Regions from separate parts of the Rattus norvegicus genome. Here region 2 is linked to region 1. A link is a contact called in public Hi-C data. All regions are on one chromosome and are shown on one strand. The core of a region is the stretch at or near the end of the contact, and the rest is flanking DNA. Distances in the headings are between cores, read along the strand shown. Region 1 holds the start of Dnajb1 (DnaJ heat shock protein family (Hsp40) member B1). Region 2 holds the start of Scoc (short coiled-coil protein).

Region 1 (3,728 bases), core at 347-2,846:
AGTAAAACCCAGATAGGCCCACCCATAGGCATGCCTGCACTTCTCCATTAAAACCACACTGTAGGGGTTGGGGATTTAGCTCAGTGGTAGAGCTCTTGCCTAGCAAGCGCAAGGCCCTGCGTTCTGTCCCCAGCTCTGAAAAAAAGAAAAAAAAAAAAAAAACACACTGTAAAGAACTCCCATGCCCTGTGCTCTCCCTTGGGCCCCTCTTCTGTTCATTATATACTTTTGATTTCTATTCACCCATTTTGAAGTCAGGCTGGCCTCACATGGGAGTTCCTCCTATAGCAGCATCCTGGCACGGGGATTACAGGAACAAGTCACTGTGCCAGGATAGGCTCTTCATATCTCGGTATCTTTAAAGACACGTTCTCTCCAAGTGACTGGTTCGGGACACCCTCTCTGATAAGCTAATGGGTTTCCTAGCCCCAAATCCATCTTGGGGGAAGGAGGACTCAACTGGTTCAGCTTTCACAGGGTCAGTACGGTCAGGGAAATCAAAACACACACAGCTATACCATCATGGGATGGCTAAGGTTGTTTTTCTCAGGGGTGCCTAAGGCAAGGGTTATCAGACTCTCATGCTGCAGGGCTGCCAGAAAGTGAGTGTCAACAGTTGTCCACTAAACAAGATGATTAATCATCCCTTTCAAGAACACCTCCTTTGTACCTTGTCTGTCTACGGCACTTTCACAAATGCTGGATAATGTCAACTTAACCATAATACAGCGACCATTCCCATTATACAGATGAGCACACTGAGACCAGAATGGCTACTTTACCAGCACAAAGTCACACAGCCAGAAAGTGCTAGGATTACTGTCAGCCTTTCATGCACTGTCTTCCAGGCAATTCCCTGCAAGAACCACCACTGACTCCTCCAGCTTCCAATATCAGAAGCTCTGTCCTCTTCCTCACTCAGCAGTGTCCTTGACCGTATCATCCCAGGCTTACGAAGCCAAAGCAAAAAACATCTATGTCAAAGTATTTGGAAATATTTACGAAGCACCTAGTGGATCTTAAAAAGATTTCACTCTCTGCAAAGGAAGTGACACCAAGAACGCCAAGAAACCAGCTAATTCCAATAGGAATTAGTAGGAAGTAAAATAACCCAGCCCGACTGGGGCAATCCCAAGGCAGACCAGCCTCACCTCGCTTTACAGTAACGGCCTGTACGGGAAGACAAAGGGTTACGGGCAGAAGAGGGCGGGGTGCGTATTTTTATCCCTGGGTTGAAGCAGGAAGACTTGGAGTTACACATCAGGTAGCTACCATAAGTCACGCATCAGAACCGCCCAGCGGCGATCACCTGGGGAAAGGGTGCGGCCATCCGGGAGGGCCGCCTCTGTAGCCCGCCCCCTCGCGTCATCAGGGAGAGCGGGTCGCGATTGGCTGGATCCGCCGCGAAGGCGGGACCTCGGCAGCCGGCGCGCGCGTCCGAGGAAGGCGTTGACCAGGGGAGAGAGAGAAGGGGCGTGGCCCCGCGCGGAAAGCCGTTGGCCGCCGGGTCCCACCCCAGATGAGCTGCGTCACGCAGCGGGCTGCAGCGATTGGCCGGTGTGGGGCGACGCATCGGGAGGGGCGGAAGGTTCTGGAGGGCTGGCGGGATCTGGAAGCTTCCGCCGGACGGGTATATAGAGTCCGGGACGGGGCAGCAGCGGAGCCGGAGGCGGCGACAGCTGGGCGGCGGTGGCCATGGGCAAGGACTACTACCAGACGCTGGGCCTGGCCCGCGGCGCGTCCGACGACGAGATCAAGCGGGCCTACCGCCGCCAGGCGCTGCGCTACCACCCGGACAAGAACAAGGAGCCCGGCGCCGAGGAGAAGTTCAAGGAGATCGCCGAGGCCTACGACGTGCTCAGCGACCCGCGCAAGCGCGAGATTTTCGACCGCTATGGAGAGGAAGGTACGCGTGCGCGCGGCCCGGGTGACCCGCCGTTTGACAGGCGAGGAAACCGAGGCACTCGGGGCCTCTCTGAGGCTTCGGCGGGGGACAGATGGTCCGGGGATCCCGCGGCGGCGCTGCCTCCTCCACCTTCTCTCTAATCGGCGGCCTCAGACGGGAGGAGGAGCTCTGGGTGCGCCGCTAGCACAGAAGCTTCTAGCACGTCTGCCGCAGCCCCTCCCGGCCGGCCGCCTGCACAGCGCCGGAATGCTGCAGACGGGGGCGGGGGGCGGCGGTCGCGATGGGAATGAAAATTGCCCAAGTGTCGATTCCCTTTCCCAGCCGCAAGCTCGGTGCTTACCCAAAGTTGAACCTTTCTGGTACTAGTGCGTAGGAACTTCTTTGTAAGGTGTTACAGCATAGCTGGGAGGATGGAGCAGTCACGTCAACCTGGTGGCACCAACATCTAGAGACCTTTCTACTGAATTGTTGTCACGAAGTTAAACGGGGTGGTTTGTTTCCTGTTCCTGTTGCCATTGGGAGTTAAAGACTTGAGATTCGTCCTTGACTTAAGTGGAAAAGCTTTTAAAAATATACACGTAACTCCTTCCCCTCACCCCCTCCCACACACACACTATAGTTTCTGCTGCTTTTTTACTAAGACCAAAACTTGTTGAGAGCAGTGTACTGGGGCTCACACCTCCACTTGGGAGGCTGAATTAGGAACGTTGTGAATTTGCTGCAAATCTGAGCTACAGGGTAAGCTGTTTCCAAAGGAAGCAGACGTTGTGACAATCCCCCCCACCCCGGGGGTGTCTGAGTCAGAAAGATTGCCTTGAGGCTAATCTAGACTACACAGCAAGTTCTTGTGCTACTTAGAATTGACAGTAATACATGCAAGGGAACAAGATGTTACCATTTACTTGAGACAGGACCTCACTGTTGCTGGAACTTTTATTTTTTAATTTATTTGAGTGTGTACCTCCGTGCATCATCACACGCTTCTAGAGAAGGCATTGAAGTTCCCGGAACTAGAGTTAGACCATGGTCTGCTGCTTTGTGGGTGTTGGAAATTGAACATAGTTCCTTTGCAAGTGCTCTGAGCCATTTCTCCAGCATCTCATGTTAGAGCTCTGGCTTTCTGGAACTTGCAGAGATCAGTCTGCTCCTGTCTTGAGAGCTAGGGTTCCAAGATCTTTGTTTCAAGGGCTTTGTGTTTTATCTGTGTGTAGAAGTGTTGGGATGAAGGGTCCTGACTCTCCTGCAGTAACCCTGAGTTGCCGTTTTGTTTTCCAGGCCTGAAGGGTGGTGGCCCCAGTGGCGGGAGCAGTGGTGGTGCTAATGGTACCTCTTTCAGCTACACATTCCATGGAGACCCTCATGCTATGTTTGCTGAGTTCTTCGGTGGCAGGAATCCCTTTGATACCTTTTTTGGGCAGCGCAACGGGGAAGAAGGCATGGACATCGATGACCCGTTCTCTAGCTTTCCGATGGGTATGGGCGGCTTCACCAATATGAACTTTGGACGTTCCCGCCCTACTCAAGAGCCCACCCGGAAGAAGCAAGATCCCCCAGTCACCCACGACCTTCGGGTCTCCCTTGAAGAGATCTACAGCGGCTGTACCAAGAAGATGAAAATCTCCCACAAGCGGCTGAACCCTGATGGAAAGAGCATTCGAAATGAAGATAAGATCCTGACCATCGAAGTGAAGAGGGGCTGGAAAGAAGGGACCAAAATCACCTTTCCCAAGGAAGGGGACCAGACCTCGAACAACATTCCAGCTGACATCGTCTTTGTTTTAAAGGACAAGCCACACAATATCTTCAAGAGAGATGGTTCTGA
Region 2 (3,728 bases), core at 698-3,197, 160 kb before region 1:
TGGGTTCACTAAATGCAGCACACGTGTGCTCACACAACCTTACACAATTATTTTGTAACTTACCAGCCACCCTGGCTCTGAAAGAGGCATTATTCTCTGAGATCTCTATGTCAGCGCTTTAAAAGACTTTTCTTTGAAAATCACAAGAAGTCTCACTGCCTGTGTGTATCTAGCTTGTTAGTGAATGAGAACCTTTTATAACTTAAATCCAGAATGCAGAAAGGGTAGAAGAGATAGTAAGGCTTCAGGGATATGACAAATGCTAGTCCAGGTTTAATCTAAATTACCCTCACATGTTCACACTGTACCTTCTAAGACTCCTTCAGAAGACTCACAGTGATTTAAAAATCCTCACTCTCCATTAAGGCTCTGAAATTTGGTCACGTTTAAAAGTCTCAGCCTCAGTATCCTCATCCACAAAATGGAACTATTAACTGCATTTCACGGGTTTGTTCTGAGAATTTAATACATTCAATTATGTGTTTGCGTACTTAGTAAGTATTCAACAGATGTTAATGGACCTTTTCATCACCACTCACTTGTTTGGACCACAGAAGAAACTTTTAAAAAACCCATGTGGCTGAAGGCCTCATATTAGAACTCAGGCCTAATCTGAAAGCAGCTTAATTCACAGCACAGTATGCATCCAGAGTCAAGGGTACAGTCAATATCTAGTCTGTCTTTCTCATCATGGCACCTAGGCTTGCCTTAAACTCTCAGAAATGAGTTTGACATTTCCCTAATATCCATCCAAACTCAACCACCAGACATCTCTGAACCTGCAACTGATGTTTTCCACCTGTCACCCACTCATCAGAAACAGTTTTTAAAAATGGAAAGTCCAATGCACTAGTCATGCACTAAACACTTTACAGACACAGTTTTACCGAAACAGAAAGAAAATGCAATTCACAGATGTGGTACTAATTAGGCCTTATAAAGGCCAGACAGAGGCCTTGTCTCATGTTTCATACCCAAGACATAATTACGGTCCTGGGCTGGAGAGATGGCTCAGCCGTTAAAGGCTAGGCTCACAACCAAAAATATAATTACGGTCCTAACCTGAGTTGGAAAAACTCGACTCCCGTGGCGTTTCCACAAAGTAAACAAATATAAAATTTTATCTGCTTCGAGCTGCATCCACTCCATTGTGATCTGTTTCTATCCGTTCATGTTCTCCTTTGACATTTTGGAGGTTTCAAAACCGATGGAAATCGATTGACGAACTACATCGTCAATAAAGATTTCAAACTTAAGTTTAATCACTGGAGCACAGAGAAACTAGGATTCCTACGCACAGCTTTGAGTCTCAAAAATGAATAACGGTTTGGGGATCTCTGTCCTTACGGCTATTACGACACCAGTCTCTGATGGTGTAACAGAAATCTTGGTTTTCCAGAACCTATGATTCCTCCTTCCAAAACCTTACTCTTCAATATTTGTTCCGCAGGACGCTTGAGAAAAGCTGACAAAGAAACAAACCCAGGTTCTAGCAAAGACGTCCCACCCCAGACAGGCATAGGCCACCACGCCTGTAAACCAATCCTAGCACTCCAGAGGCTGAAGCAGGAGGATTGCGGCGAGCTGGAAGGTAGCTCAGACTGCAGAGCGTCGACTCCCACCACCAGGTCCCATCGCGCCCCGACGCCGTCCCTGTTCGGCAACGTCAGGCTCTTCCCACGGAGCCCAGGGCGTGTGGCCGGGAAGGCGGCTGCGCAGCGCTCGGCGGGGCGTCGGGCCTCGCGGCCCCGCGATCCAGTCAGCCGCCCGGGACCCGTTCCATCCCGCCCCGCCCCTCAGGGACTCGGAGGTCTCCCGGCCGGAGCCCTCGCCGGCCTGGGTCGCCTCACCTTGCGTTTGAGGCGCCGGGAAAAGGCGGGATAGGTAGGACGCCTCAGGCCGCGGCTCTCCGACCAACTGACAGCATCAGCCCCGCCCTTCCCGCCCACGGAGCGTGCGCCGAGCGAGGAGGCGGACTCCCACCAATCCTTACTCGAGATTGCACGCCTGCGCACTTGCTGCTGGACGCCGCGACTAGCCCTTGGCAGAGCACCGGGGTCCACCTTTGCCCTAACAAAAGGGCATTGACGCCCAATCAGGCGTGTTGGGCGTGTCCTAAAAAGGCAGCAACCAATCACGACGCAGAAGAGAAGACGCGCCAAAGAAAGAGGCTCTCGCTGCAGATCTTTTGTCTCGCCGGGATCCTGGAAAGTGAGGTTGGAAGTCACTTCACCTTTAAGAACGGAGTGAGCAGAGCAGTGTCATCGGCTGTCCCTCAATACTAAAAGCCCACCATCCCTATTTCTAAGATTAGAAAACGCACAAAGTGTATACCACTAATGGATGTTCCTCTCCGTACCCCATATTCTAGACAATTTTTTTAACTTACCGTTCACCCGACCACTTCATGATCCCTTAGAGCAACAGTCGCCTGATCTCAGGCGCAGAAAAACCAAGGCTTAATTAAAATTGTGTTTCTTACTCAAGTGTACATGTACAATGGGTTGCCAGATAGTTTTCGCGACACTTTATTATAACCTAACCTTTGAAACAAAAGTATCTTGCTGTTAGTGGTCAGTGACCACAGTATATCCCCACCTGCAAAGCACAGTATATTCCCACTTTCTGAGCTGCAGAGGCGAGCTTACAAATACTTTCTTCCTGGCTTTTCTTTTTTATATAAGATTTTATTTTTAATTGCATGAATATGTGGCGGCGTGTGTGCACGCGTGTGCAAGGTGCCTGAAGATGCTAGAAGAGGGAATCAGATCTCTGGAATTGGGGTTACAGAGGGTTGTGAACCACCTGATAAGGATGCTAAGACCCCCAACATAGCTTCCCGTGCAAGAGCAGTAAGTGCTGTTAACTGCTGAGCCATTTCTACAGCTCCCAGGTGTCTCTTCCCCCACTTAGTAGGACTTGCTAACCGTCACCGTAATCCTTTATAAATAAAGTATCTTCCATTTGGTGTTTGAGACGAATATATTTGGCTCACACTACTACTCGGGTTTGAGGGAAGAATACAATGAATACAAGAAGAGAGGGAAATCCCAGGTAACTCTAAGAGGAGTGCCAACAAAGTAACAGAGAGAATGAATAGGGGCAATAGTCAAAAAACTACGGCATTTTCCAAAGTAGTGAAGAACACACTTTCTTTTCAAATGCGAATGCGCTGGTCATAGAACTGGGCTTTTTTGTTTTGTTTTGTTTTATTTTTTTTTATTGTATGTGTATTTTACTTGTATGTATTTCTCTGAAACACTTGGGTACCTGCCTGAGGAAGTCAGACAAGAGTATTGGATCTCCTGGAACTGGAGTCACTGAAAGTTGTGAGATGCCATGTGGGGCTGGAAATTGAACCTGGGTTTTCTGGAAAAGCAGCCAGTGCTCTTAACTGCTGAGCTATCTCTCCAACCCCTTCATTTTATTTTTTAATTGTGTGTGTGTGTGTGTGTGTGTGTGTGTGTGTGTGTGTGTGTGTGTGTGTGTGCATGCGCGCATGCGCACGGGGGCCAGTGTACACATGAGTGAGTGTTGTGGCCTCTGAGTCCAGACAAGATGTTATCTGATCGCCAGGAGCTGGAGTTACAGATTTTTGTGAACCACCCAGCATTGGTGTTATGACCCTCTACCAGAGGAAACAGTTCTTGTTCATCTTTCCAGCCCCCCAACTGACAGCTTGCCTGAAAAGAATCATCATTACATTTAGAATAGCTTACATAGTTGGA

Evidence for each region. A called contact is a pair of places that touch in the nucleus more often than the background predicts.
Region 2: a Hi-C map of hepatocytes shows a contact between it and region 1, with 2.2 times the contacts expected there. The contact joins the promoter of Scoc here to the promoter of Dnajb1 in region 1.

What each region holds. Positions count from the first base shown.
Region 1 is chr19:41,429,009-41,432,736 of GRCr8, reverse strand. Dnajb1 (DnaJ heat shock protein family (Hsp40) member B1) reads left to right here and starts at 1,596. Exons shown (of 3, transcript NM_001395149.1): 1 at 1,596-1,906; 2 at 3,182-3,728. The coding sequence starts at 1,696. It also overlaps a transcript of Tecr not described here.
Region 2 is chr19:41,585,866-41,589,593 of GRCr8, reverse strand. Scoc (short coiled-coil protein) reads right to left here and starts at 1,947. Exons shown (of 4, transcript NM_001393861.1): 1 at 1,851-1,947.